4 separate regions of the Mus musculus genome follow, and regions 1, 2 and 3 are each linked to region 4. Evidence: chromatin contacts called from public HiCAR-type, HiChIP or PLAC-seq and promoter capture Hi-C data. All regions are on one chromosome and are shown on one strand. Each heading gives the region's core, a stretch centred on a gene start, on an enhancer-like site or on the middle of the called end of the contact. The rest is flanking DNA. Distances are from core to core; before and after follow the strand shown. Region 1 holds the start of Gna11 (guanine nucleotide binding protein, alpha 11). Region 2 holds the start of Tle6 (transducin-like enhancer of split 6). Region 3 holds the start of Sirt6 (sirtuin 6). Region 4 holds the start of Zfp938 (zinc finger protein 938).

What was found. Promoter capture Hi-C pulls out the DNA fragments that hold promoters and counts their contacts. HiCAR-type assays count read pairs that join an accessible place to other places. HiChIP or PLAC-seq counts read pairs in DNA pulled down with a chosen protein or histone mark.
Region 1: a contact with region 4 is called in a HiCAR-type map of astrocytes, with 2.6 times the contacts expected there. The contact joins the promoter of Gna11 here to the promoter of Zfp938 in region 4. A contact is called at or near these places in 1 of 484 Hi-C or Micro-C datasets (B cells) and 2 of 115 datasets of contacts at active chromatin or transcription factors (astrocytes and stem cell-derived neural progenitor cells).
Region 2: a contact with region 4 is called in a promoter capture Hi-C map of neural stem cells. The contact joins the promoter of Tle6 here to the promoter of Zfp938 in region 4. A contact is called at or near these places in 6 of 39 promoter capture datasets (the C10 cell line, the HPC-7 cell line, cranial neural crest and 3 more), 2 of 484 Hi-C or Micro-C datasets (Sertoli cells and Th1 cells) and 3 of 115 datasets of contacts at active chromatin or transcription factors (astrocytes, embryonic stem cells and pancreatic cancer cells).
Region 3: a contact with region 4 is called in an H3K4me3 HiChIP or PLAC-seq map of stem cell-derived neural progenitor cells, with 4 times the contacts expected there. The contact joins the promoter of Sirt6 here to the promoter of Zfp938 in region 4. A contact is called at or near these places in 7 of 39 promoter capture datasets (the HPC-7 cell line, HPC-7-derived erythroid cells, cranial neural crest and 4 more), 1 of 484 Hi-C or Micro-C datasets (liver), 3 of 115 datasets of contacts at active chromatin or transcription factors (extraembryonic endoderm stem cells, large pre-B cells and stem cell-derived neural progenitor cells) and 1 of 9 other capture datasets (liver).

The regions. Positions count from the first base shown.
Region 1 is chr10:81,543,496-81,546,563 of GRCm38.p6, forward strand. It overlaps Gna11 (guanine nucleotide binding protein, alpha 11), which reads right to left and starts at 1,667. Exons shown (of 7, transcript NM_010301.4): 1 at 1,297-1,667. The coding sequence starts at 1,432.
Region 2 is chr10:81,598,933-81,602,249 of GRCm38.p6, forward strand. Tle6 (transducin-like enhancer of split 6) reads right to left here and starts at 1,968. Exons shown (of 14, transcript NM_053254.2): 1 at 1,866-1,968; 2 at 1,103-1,183; 3 at 145-206. The coding sequence starts at 1,147. It overlaps Gm32024 (a long non-coding RNA gene), which reads left to right. Exons shown (of 3, transcript XR_003949022.1): 3 at 79-438.
Region 3 is chr10:81,626,061-81,629,316 of GRCm38.p6, forward strand. Sirt6 (sirtuin 6) reads right to left here and starts at 1,506. Exons shown (of 8, transcript NM_181586.4): 1 at 1,412-1,506; 2 at 430-557. The coding sequence starts at 1,477. It also overlaps a transcript of Ankrd24 not described here.
Region 4 is chr10:82,239,704-82,242,927 of GRCm38.p6, forward strand. Zfp938 (zinc finger protein 938) reads right to left here and starts at 1,572. Exons shown (of 4, transcript NM_001105557.2): 1 at 1,468-1,572. The coding sequence starts at 1,470.

The sequences.
Region 1 (3,068 bases), core at 417-2,916, 700 kb before region 4:
AAGGCTCCATGACCCTGAGAACCACACAGGCCACAGCAACAGAAGACAGCGTGTACTCCTACCTGACATCTCTCATGGGACAATTGGAGTATCACTGCCCTCCACCCCTCCTAGTCAAAGGCTCCCCACAGTCCTTTCCTCAGGTTCTCCAAGGCCACCCTTTGTCCTGGGTCCCCATTCTTGAACTGCATGTAGCTCATCTGGGATCTGGGAGGGGCAGGCAGAGCTCCCCAGTCTGTTTTGTAAACCCCCACAGGGCCCAGGCTACCCTGTCCTCATTTTGGGCTCTTATTTGGGGTGACAACAAGAGGACCTGGGCTCCCTGGCTCCCAGCAACAGGTGGGCCTTGAGGAGTCAGAACCCCAGGAAGTGACAGACACACATTGAGCTTCCCTGGGGTGGGTGGGGTGTGGAGAGGACAAGACTGGACCCCCAGGAGGCAGGACAGGGCCAGGGAGGCTGCAAGGCTGACTGCTGTCAACCTACTGGGTTCCGGCACAACAGAAGCCCAAAGAAGAAAAGCCACCCACTCCAATGTGGAGGAATTCAGAGGATCTATGGAAAAGAGAGGGAGACTGAGGAGTACCCACGAAAGCAACAAGCCAGAAGCAAAGCAGGACCATTTGGGTGTATAGTCCTTGGAGGTAGAGAGGAGGGTGCAACCCTTTGGGAACTGTCTTGGGGAGTCTGTAATCCAAAGGGGCATCATGAGAGCAAGACAGCTTACAGGGCTCACCGGAGGCTATGTGGGGACAATGGAAAGGAGAGAGCCTACTTGGTGCGGCAGGGCCAAGGGCCACCTCCGTGCAAGAATTCTCAGGAGCGACAGAAAGCAAGTCTCCCAGGGTCCTGGGGCCCAATGTGGCCAGCAGATGCAAAATCTCACCACAGATATCAGAGGCAGGAGGCTGACCCCGAATGAATCTAAGGCCTGGATAACAGAAAGGCTGGCCACAAAGGGTCGCACAGGCTGAGCCCAGGGGACCACACGGGAGAAGCTGGCCACCACAGGCCCAAGCCACCTGCACTGCTCAGGGTGCAGCGATCCCGGAAGGGCTGACCGCTGCAGGGCAGCGCTGACTAGTTGCCCCGAGGACATCCGAGGTGGCCCGACAGGCCGTGGGCAGCGGTCTGAAGGGGTCGCACCCGACTGTCACCGCGCGCTACTCGCCGGGGACCAGAGACCGCGGCGGCTGCAGCACCCTGCGCGCGCGGAGACCCCGGCAAGGCCCGGATGCCCCGTGCACCCACCCGGTCCCCGTGACAGAGGTCCCACGGCACGGGCACGCAGCTCACCAAGTAGCAGCAGCTTGAGCTCGCGCCGGGCGTCGCGCTTGTCCCGCCGCAGCTGTTTCTCGATCTCCGCGTTGATGCGCTTCGACTCCTTCACCTCGTCGCTCAGGCAACACGCCATCATGGACTCCAGAGTCATCGTCGCGGTCCTCCGGCTGCCGCCGGCCCGGCCCTACCTCTTCCCGGTTCCCCGAAGGCCACGGCCCGGCCCCAGAGGCGCGTCCACCGTCCGCGCCGTGCAGCGCAGCCGCCGCCGCCGCCGCTACCCGCAGCCGTCGCCACCGAGCGCCGGCGCCCGAGGACCTGAAGCGCTGCCACGGGCCCCGGGACGGGCAGGCGGCGCGGCCAATGGGAGGGGCCGCACGGCTGCGCGCGCGCGCGCGCCGCAGGGACAGGACTTTAGGATCGCCTGGGGGCGGGGCCTCGCCGCTCGGGGGCGGGGTCTGGAGGGCGCAGCGCAAGCGCGCGTGGGGTTGCGTCGACGTGGGAAGGGGTTGAACGGTTCGCGGCTGGGCGCGGACGCCGAGGATTGTGGGAATGGGGAGGACTCGGAAGCCCGAGCTCGGTTCCTTTCGGGAGGCGAAGCGAGGCTCGGCTCGGGGAGGCGCCGCTCGGCTACACTCGGCTCCTCTCGGCTCGGGCAGGCGCCGCTCGGCTGCGCTCGGCTTCTCTCGGCTCCCCGAGGCTGTGCTGAGAGCGCCAAGAGAGAGGCTGCAGTTCTCTGGAGCGAGGCCGTCACCGCCTGCGGATGTGAGAAAACGCCCTGACCGGCTCGCTCATCCATTCCTAAGCAGGCCTATCGTGTGCCAGGCAGAAATTCATGCCCTACTGTGTACAGTACATTCATGCAGCACTCGTTAAATACCACACAGGTCACAAGTATGAACACAATGCTTGCTGTAGAGTATACACTGATGCGGCAGCCTGTGGTAGCTCAGGCATTAATATCACATCTACTGTATACCAAGCCTTAAGGAAACACGCATATGTAACTGCCACATTCAATATAGGGTATACAAACCAAGTGTTTTTCACATATACAACGTATGCCAAATATGAATGCTGTGCCTGCCGTATACCACATATTGTATATAGCTCCTACTGTGTACTATGTGCTGATGCAGCACAGTACCTCCTATTAATATGCTGCCTGATTTCATATATATATGTGTGTGTATATATATATATATACATATATACATATGTCATATATGTGTGTATATGTACATATGTGTGTATATATACATACACATATATGTATATATGTATATGTGTGTATATATATACACACGCACACACACACACACATACATACATATATACTGTCAACCAGGCTTACTGGCAGGTGAAGAATAAGCATTATTAACAGTCTGCCTGCTGTATACCAAGCACCAATTTACGCTGTTGTTGTGCATGTGAACGCCCATGAATGTGGTTTGCATGTGCTGGAGTGGAACCCACCCCACCCCCGCCCCCCGCATGTACCAGGCAGGTAAGTTCCCTGTTGGTGGGTCAATCTGAGTCCCCCAAGTGTAAACTAACTCACAAACCTGAGAAGTGTTTTCTACCTTCCAGAAAGAGGCATGCGTACCCAGTCAGCACTCAATCAGGGCATGTGTCAATAATAAGAGACTACAAAGAACTTGAAAGTCAGGCCTGTGCTGCATGCGTTCCTGTCCCAGTCCCTGCCTGATTGCCCAGCCTTGAGATAAGACGGCAAGGGGAGGGTCAAAGTCTTCATTTACTAGCTGATTGGGGTTGTGGGGAGATTATTC
Region 2 (3,317 bases), core at 718-3,217, 640 kb before region 4:
ACAAAAAACAACACCCGGGCTTAAAAACAAACCCAAACAACATTTCACTGGAAACTAGGCTGACTTCCCACTGTCCAGGCACAGCTGGTTCTTTGGGGACAAGGATCCGTCCTGCAGATGTGGGGCCCTGAGAGAAACCCTCACCTGCTGAACTCCTCCGGAAGCTGGTTCACGATGGACAAATACCGACTGGATAAGGTGGAAGGCTGGAAAGGTCAAAGGTCAAAACTATAAAGCCTGCATCTCCCTGAAGTCCCAGGTGTGGAGTCATGTCTAGCTTCCAGCCCTGGATCTCTTTAGGTGTGGCAGAGCATGGTAGAATCTTCTAGGCTCTGGAACAGTGGTTCCCAATCTTCCTAATGCTGCGACCCTTTAGTACAGTTCCTCATGTTGTGGTGACCTCCAACCAAAACATTACTTTTGTTCCTATAACCGTAACATTACTAGCGTTATGAATGCAAAAAGCTGACATTCAGGGTATGGAACCACCAAAGGGTCACGACCCACAGGTTGAGAACCACTGCCCTACAGTCAATTTAGTACACAGACTTCTGATATTACCTTAACTTTTAGAGAAACAAGGAAGGAAAAGAAGGGGAAAGGAGGAGGGAGGAGATATAACTCCTCCCCCAAAGGGTCTATGTAGCCGATTGTTCTGGAATTACCTAGAGCTGGCTGTCCTTGAACTAAAAGATCCACCTGCCTCAGCCTCCCAAGTGTGGATTAAAGCTGGGCAACGATCTTTAATCCCAATATAGTGTTAACACATGGAACTAAAGAGCCACTTGCTAGGAGAGGCTCAGCCCTGACCACACCAGGTGAACACCTAGTGTTAATAATCACCACTTGATTGACATTGGGAAAATGTGGGCCCGGTCTGGTCTATGGGGGTTTTCACCTGCGCTGTCAGGGGTCACAGGTGCAGGCACTGAGGGGCTCAGGCTGGGGTGCAGGCCTTTCATCTTAGCTAGGTAGGCAGGATTGCATGAGCTCCCGGTGCGGGGTGGGGGTGGGGGGGGCAGAGAGAACTAGTCTCCAAAACCCCAAACACAGTAGGAAGAGAGGAAGCTAACTGTGCCCCTCACCACCATTTCTCTCTCACCAAAATTCCACCAAAGGTGTCACTGCTCTGTCTGTGGGAAGTCATCTAGAAGATTCTTGAGGTCACAAATCTGATTAAGTCCTATAAGAACAGGTATAGGTTTTTAGAAGGCAGAAAAGCCGACTCCCACCCCCATCCCCGTAGCCTCTTCATCATCTGGACCCAGCTGGGGAGGAAGCCCCTTCCCCATCCCCATGTCTTCTGCGCTCCCTTTCCCCAAGACCCGGCTTTACTACTACTACTAAGGTTTCAGACACACACCCCCAGCTAAGGGCCTCATTAGTATCTCTTCAGATACCAAGAATAGAGAACCAGGCACCTCCAACTCCCTAGCGGGATCAGCCAGAAATGTGGCTAGTCGTGGACCGTTTGCCAGGCAGGCCGGGCACACGCCTTTAATCCCAGCATTTAGGAGGCAGAAGCAGGCAGATTTCTGAGTTCGAGGCCAGCCTGGTCTACAAAGTGAGTTCCAGGACAGCCAGGAACCAATAAGCCAAAAAACCAAAACAAACCAAAACAAAAAAAGTTTTCCAGGCGTACTAGTTAAGCCTGCATGTGGTGCAAATATATACGCTCAGGCACACACTTAAAACATTTTTCAAAAAAGAATAAAGGAGACAAGAGAAACGACACTTGGTTCACTCCCAAATCACTCAACCTAGGTAAACTCCCCGCTGAAGTCGGTTTTGTGAGGGTCCACACCCCTCCCTCGGGCTCCCTCTTCTCCCGACCCGCCCGCAGGAAGCGGGCTGCCCTCACGCACCACCTCTGAGGTTAGGGAGGCCCCAGGGATCCCAGAGGAAGCCTCTGAGGTCAGCCAGGGTCAGGCCAGGAGGAAGCCCCTCCTGCTGGGCCCCGGGCCATTTGACCCCTCTCACCCCGCCCCTCCAGCCTAGGCCACGCCCTACTAGGCCACACCCACACACCACGCCCCCTGCACCCACCGAGGGAAGCGTGTATCAGGGCCCAGGCCACGGTGCACGTGGGCCCCGGACTCAGCGAACCGCCCCTGCAGGCCCTGACCAATCAGAAGGCGGCGAGCCCACGTGGGCTGCGAGCCAGAATGCTCATTGCTCAGTTTGTGGCCGTGCTGTCAATCACGGAGTTCCTGCTTCGGCTTAACCCTCGCGTTCCAGGTGTGGCGATTCGGGAGCTGGGAGAATTTCAGAGTGTTTGGTGAAAAGTCTGATTATTTGGGGCATTCGAGACGGATCAGCAGGTGAAGGTGATTGCGGCCTAGACGTTTGATCCGAACTCGATCCCTGGGATCCACAGGGTGGACCACGAACTCACAACTCACTCTTGCACGTACACACACACACACACCCCACACACACTTTTCTTTTAAATCTTACTGAAACAGGAGAATCAGGATTCATCCTGGCTGGCCCGCATGTGCCCTGGGCCCTACCCCCAGCACCACTTGAAGACACCTTCATTATCCCAGCACTGGGGAGGTAAAAGTAGGAGGGTTAGGAGTTCGAGGTCGTCCTGAGTTAGATAGCAAATTCCAGGTTAGCTTGGAGTACAGGAGACTGTCTCAAATGAGAGAGAAAGGAAAGACATCGGGCACAAAGCCACACAAGCCCAGACCCCCATATTCAAGGACAGGAAGTGAAGCAGAACCCTGAGCTCCCTGCAAGGCTCAGCCCCCATCCCTGGCCCTGGATGGAGGATCCTGGAGTAAGCTGAGGATGGCCTGGGTTAGAGTGGACTCTCTGGACCTCCCTAGCCTCACTCCTACGTCCACTCCAGCCACAGATGGGGGATGTGAAATTAAACCACAGTCACCACTTTGGACTCGGAGGCAGGGGCAGTGACGGTGAGTTTGGGGCCAGCCTGGTTTCCATAGTACAAGCAGGTGTAAAACAGAAAGGGCTGTGAGAGGGCTTAGTGGGTAAAGCCCATTGCTGCTCAGCTTGAGTTTGATCCCTGCGACCCACACAGTAGAAGGTGAGAATGTGTTCTAATTCCCAAGAAGTGTCCTCTTGCACCCACATACCACACATGAACAAGTGATTGCAACTCAATTAGGCCTCTGTCACAGCAACTTTTCCTTCATTGAAAAGTATTTAAGGGACTGGAGAGATGGCTCAGCAGTTAAGAGCACTGGCTGATCTTCTAGAGGATCCAGGCTCAATTCCCAGCAACCACACGGTGGCTCACAACCATCTATAATGCGATCTGAAGCCCTCTTCTGACTTATAGAGCACTC
Region 3 (3,256 bases), core at 256-2,755, 610 kb before region 4:
AGAATTCTAAAGAGCATGGGACGTCTTCATGAAAGAGGCGGAGGGGCTGAGGGTCTGGGGGTAAACAAAGGCAGGGGAGCTAGTGGAGCTGGGGCTGAGTACTGGTTAAGACCGGCTGCGGGTTCCCAGAATGCTTTACAGTGGTCATAGGCTGCCACCGAAGGTTATGGGTGAGCTAGTCACTCCACAACATTGAGTCATTCTGACCCTAGAAAACCCAGTGGCTGGCCGAGCTGCATGAATACATTTCCCAGCATGCCTTGCAGCTACTACATTATGTGGGCATGCTCTGATCCTTGGGCAAGTGGAGTTTTTGCTGGGCCTTTCAGAGACATAGGAAAACTGAAAGGTCCTTCTGCCACCTCACCTTAGTCCCTAGAGGTGTATCAGCAAGAGCCCTGCCTCAGTTTCCCCTCATTGTTCACCGACCTGAAGTCGGGGATGCCAGAGGCGGTGCTGATGCCGGCGCCCGTGTGGAAAACCACGCTGGAGGACTGCCACATTAGCCGGGCCAGCTCCCACACCTTGCGTTCCAGCTCCTCTGGTGGGTCGAAGATCTGTAGGGTCAGAGGGCAGGAGGAGGCAACACGTGACCTCCCAAGTGGCAGGCCTCCTGTGGGTCAATGCTCTGTCTGCCCCTTCTCAACATCCCTCAGTTCCAGCCACACTCTTAACACATCGCTGTGTCCTACCCCAGGGCCTTTGCACATGCCGAGCCCTCTTCCCAGAGTGCTGTTCCTGCAGGCAGCCACTCCTTTGTCCTGGTCTGGTTGTGGCCCACGTGACCTCCCCACTGACGTCATCCCCCATCCTGGACTTTAGATAACCCACCTCTCTCCCCTAAATCAAGATGCAGCTCTACTTGTCTAGGGGCTCCGTTAACATGAGGCAGGCAGGGCATGGTGTCGCAGGCCTTTAACACCAGTACTCGGGAGGCAGAGGCAGGAAGATTCCTGTGAGTTCGGGGCCAGCCTGGGCTACAAAGAGAGAACCCTCCACCCTACTACACCCCTTCAGAAACAACAAAGACTGACAGCCCCACACTCAGGATCCATCTGGCCCAGATTCAGGGAGGAGTACAGAGTGGGGTACAGGGATGCCCCCAGGAAAGGGTGCCAGCTTCCGGCCCTGCAGATCTTCCCACAGCTCCAGGTTTTCCCTGACAATTAAGACGTCCACTCCCTGACCTGACGATTTGGTCTCGTTCCCATTAGCCCCTCACTCCTTCCCTGACCCAGGTTCCTCCGTGTCACCCAGCCTGAGCAGTGGGTGTCACTTCCCGCCCCCTCCTTCCAGGGAAGTCCCTCCCATTGTCTAGACTCTATGTTTCATGCTGTTCCCACAATGCCCCGCTTCGCCCGGCCGCTCCCCGTCTGGGGTCATTCGGTGACTCGAACACTGCAGCTCTCACCTCGGGCAGCCCGCACTTGCCCTTATCCGCGTAAGGCGACAACCCTGCTGCATAATTCACCGACATCGTCGCCGGCGCTGCCGCACGGGAACAATAAAGTTTCCCTTGTTGAGGCCGCTTCCGCCGGAAGTGGTGAAGGGACGGTCGGGAAAGAGTAGCCGCCTTCCCTAGATACGTGCCTGAGGGTGGGGTGGGTACGTGGAGGTGAAAAACAGCATTCTTTCCAGAGCGCATGCGCCCTCCTGATGCAGCAAGCTTAGTCTTCAGTGCTGGCCGAGACTACCTCTCTGACTTAGTGGATTCCCCAGTCCTGGGATCCGCGACCAGAGCCAGAAAAGTGATGAGGCCACTCACAGGAGTCGAGGCAGGGGGATTGCGAGTCCCAGACCAACTCCCTGTTTCAAAAGAGACAACATCAGCAAAACCCAGAAATGAAACCAAACAAAGCAAAACAAAAATCCACAGTTCTCAGTGTGTAGAGCCCTGCCCGGAGTGCTTATAGCACTGGCAGGAGGGGACAGAAAGTTCGAAGCCACGCTAGGCTACATGATACCCTAACCTTTGTGACTGTCATCCAGGGTCTGCCTGACTCTGGCTACAGGAGAGAATGAATGGAAAACTGGGGTTCTTGGGCAGAGGAAAGACCTCTGGGCCCCCTGCCAACATTTCCTGGGTTAGTTTCTGGAGTGCACCTCCCGGAATATCACAGAGCATAGGGTTAGGTCCACAGAACTGGGCGAGTTCCACGTGTTACCCAGAGGTGCCCAGAGATGCAAGGAGAGAGGTGAAGAGCCCTGCTTCCGTGGCCATCTAGAGATGGGAGGCACTATCTGACCATTCTGCCTGTTGGTAATCAACAGACACAGGAGCCATGTGATGGGTCAATGGCAGCATATAACAACCGAAGCCTCCTGATCCCCGTGGAGACCCCAAGAAAGGCTTCGAGGAGGCAGGAGCACACAAGGAGGTGGGAGAGGCCGTCCTTGGGGCTGCCCATCTGAGCAAGCTGGCTAACAGCAGCTTGTCTCCTCCCTTGGCTCATCCGTCCCCCGCTCCCCCACCCCAACCTGATCGGGTGTCACCTCTACTCTGCTGCTGGTGGCTCGCAGCTGGAGCGGGTAACCAGAGAGGCTGCTTGGACGCTGGGTTCCGGTCTGGAGTCGCCTGAGGTAGGGGGATGTGGGTGAGGGAGGCCAGGGAAGTCTGGGTGCTGGTGAGGGGTGCTACCTGCAACAGTATGAACACACGCATCTGCACACTTGTGACAGGTGCACACATCCCACGCGGGAGCCAAGGCCCAGGCCCAGTGCGCAGCGTCACCTGTGCTGTGTCACCTCTTCAGAAGGCAAACCCTTAAATCCACAGGCCTTCCCTGCCACCTTGCCGTGGCGATTTCCTTCAGACTGGTAGCATGTGGACAACTCTTTTGGGTGTTTTGTCACCCACCCTTGGTGGTAGGTGTGGGGTGAAAGTGAACCTGATTAGTAGAGGAGGTGGGATCAGTGAATGGATGGATGGATGGGTAGATGGGTGGGTGGATGGGTGAGTGGGTAGATGGGTGGGTGGATGGGTGGGTGGATGGGTGAGTGGGTAGGTGGGTGGGTGGATGGGTGAGTGGGTAGATGGGTGGGTGGATGGGTGGGTGGGTAGATGGGTGGGTGGATGGATGGATGGATGGGTGGGTGGATGGGTAGATGGATGGGTGGGTGGAACTGCCCTAAATAGTGACAGTTTTGACCAGACTTTCTTGCAAAACACTGACTTTCCAGTGTGTCTCCCCCTGTAGCTCCATTACATATGAACCCAGGTTAGAGGTACAGGAGGAGACCCAGCTTGGGAGAACTT
Region 4 (3,224 bases), core at 322-2,821:
CTATTGTTTCTATGCTATTTAACCAGAACTAATTTAAGAATTACTGCCATGGTTAGGGATAAAATTGATACTTGTCTCCATTTTCTTGGTCCTCTGGCTAACTACTCTGCTTTTGGCACTGACTGAGCCTTTAATTTTCATTCTGATTGGATTAACAGTGGGGTCCTACATCTTAAACTAAAATAGGATGAAATCATGATTTGACACATTCACTAAGACCAGTGGGGAATGTAACAAGGGCCCTGACTCTATGATGACAGTACCATTCAAGCTGTAACTTCAACACAGAGACAGTACCATCTGCCAACAAAAAAACACAAAGGCCTAGTCCATCAAAGTCCAAAGTTATGGGATAGTCTCTACATGTACTACCTTACTCATGTTGTCAACATGGTTTTTTGTGCTTAAAAGCTCCTCATGAAAAAGGCTCAGGGGTATACTGGGATGGACTTGCCTTAGCAGGGAGCTGAGCTAAACCTTGACTAGAAAGTAATTATGTGGTTTCCTGCCATCTTGGCTCTTATATCACTATCATATGGATTTTAAGCTATGGATCCATAGACCCAATGAAAAGTCTAACAATTTAAGCTATCAACAACAGAAAGCAGATGAGAAACAGTATTCAGTACTCATGAATGAAAATTGGTTAACAAAAGATTGAATATATACAGTACACACAGTGACATTCTCTGACTTCAATTGTCAAATACAACTGCAATAAGGGCTATATTGTAGCTAAGCAGTGGTGGCCCACACCTTTAATCCCAGCCCTTGGGAAGGAGAGGCACATTTGTACTTCTGTGAGTTCCAGGCCAGCCTAGTCTACACAGAGAAATCCTGCTTCAAAACAAAACAAAACAAAACACAAACAAAACCCCCATACACAAGCAACCAACCAAACCAAGCAAACAATCTAATAAAAAACAACTTCCTGGGGAAGAATAGAAAGATCGACAAAATATGAGAAGGAAAAAACCCACACCATTAAAATTGTGTCAATTTTGACAACTTAGGCAGGGGAACACAGTGAGTCTGGCCTTACTAACACACGTGACTGGACCACCGTGGCATCCACATGCGAATGTGTTAATGACACAGACCTTACACTGCGCACAGTTAACTGCGATGGATGCTACACCCGAATGTCACGTGCCTGGTGCAGAACTTTAGAGGGCACAGAGAAACTAGAGCTCTGCCTGTCAGAAAATCTGCCTTTCCTGGAGACGGTAAAAGCAAGTGAGGCGCTCACTGCATGGTGACGTCAGCATCAGGGATGTTTTCCCACAAGGGCTCCGAGCTCCCCATAGTCGGAGCAGGGGGTGGAACTCAAGGAGGTCATTCAGGGAGGTGCAGGGAACTCAAGTGAACAAACAGAGAAACACCTGACGCTGATTCCCCGCAGCCCCTGGACAAACACCACAGGGGCCCCGCGGATCCGCCCCGCATTTGGACAGCGATCCAGCTCACCATGGCGCAGGCTGCAAACTCGCACAACTCTCCTCCCAGCTCCCGGCAACAGATCACATCAAAGCACACGGAATCACAGCCGACTTCCACAGAGCCTCAGCCAAGACTGCAGTATGGCGGACCGGAAGTGCTCTCCCCATTCTAACTGCTCGGTCCATCTGGAGTCCCTGATTGGCTAGTGAGGCTTGAGTGACAGGAACAGCTCCCACAGTGACAGATTGCACTGATGTTTCCAGCCCTGGCTTCCACCTCAGGCACAGAACTGCCCCAGACCTGAGGAGTTTGGCACTGCAGTAGAACTTGAGCCTGAACTGCAAAGTTGTCCCCACATTTTTCCTACACTCAGTAGACACTCTTCCTTCGAGTAGGCACAGGAGAGGGTCTCTAGCTTGCAATGACCATTAAACAATGTACAGGGGGTGAACCCACTGCTTCACAGCTATATGGGCGCCCAGCCCGTCCAAGTCGAACTTAAACTACCTAATTGATACGCACCATTCAGGCATTAGCAATTACAGTAATGTTGCTCACATTTCTCTCCACTGCACATTAGTAGCCAAAAGATTAACTTTCCCAGCCTTTTGTGGTGACACTGGCCTATCATGTCAGCATTTGGGAGGTGAAAGCTGGATATAAAAACATTTACGTCTGGTCTACAGAGTGAGTTTCAGAACAGTCAGGAAAAACCAAAACAAGCAAACAAATAAAATGCAAGAAACTTGATTTATGGCACCAAATGCAAACAATTAGGCTTCCCAAACAGGAGGTGACCAGGGTCAGATGATAGATATAGACAGTTTGAGATTAGCATGTCTTGCATAACACAATGGCTCATGTTAACCGAGTTTGTTAAGATGTACTGCTCAGGCAGATTATTTGTACATTATCTCCAAGGCATTTCTTTTACATTAAGCAACTAACTCTACTCTGAGTTGGCAAAGAAAAGAAAATCAAGGAAGACAGAAAGCAAAGACATTTGTGATGAAAGGAGTAAGAATCATGAAAAGAGGACCTGTCCAGTAACACCCTTTGCAGGATGTGTCAAGGTCTGTCTTTCTGTACAGACTTTGCCTCAGGCCTGCTCAGGCTGTGCTTACACAGAATCCAGACTGGAGACTGGAATTATTTACTGTGTGCTCTTCTTACCTATAAGGATCTGGGACCTAGAAGGCTGGTCATCACACATCTGGGCAGTGACTCCCATTGGGACTAAGGTGCTAGATGTCATGTATGTGTCCACAACATTGCTGTTCTGTACCTATGACACTTGCTTATGCTACTGGGATGACCACACAGGTTCTGGGTAAATGACAACCACACATGAAAAACCCCCTACTCTGGTGTGTGTGTGTGTGTGTGTGTGTGTGTGTGTGTGTGTGCATGGTACAGGCCACAAGGCCCTTGCCTGCATGCCTTCCATCTGACAGACCTTACTCTTGGTGGTGGATTTCACCACCAAGCATCATTATCATGCTGTCTTACAACCTCCGTATTCTGGACTTTTAAAATTCAGTGCAGGCCACCACTTCCTGAGGGTTATTCAGGTAAGCCACTCAGGGACATATCTTGCCTAGCAGGTGAAGTTTACATTGCTCCTCTCTCCATCACTGCTGTGCATCTAGATCTGTTCCTTTGACATCTCGGAACAGAAAGCGGTAGAAGGAAGTGTTTTTTAAGACATCATTGTACATATATGGCTGCTTTCCTACGTTTATACCTGTCCTCAACATCTGTGAAGTGTCCTTCGAGATTAGAAG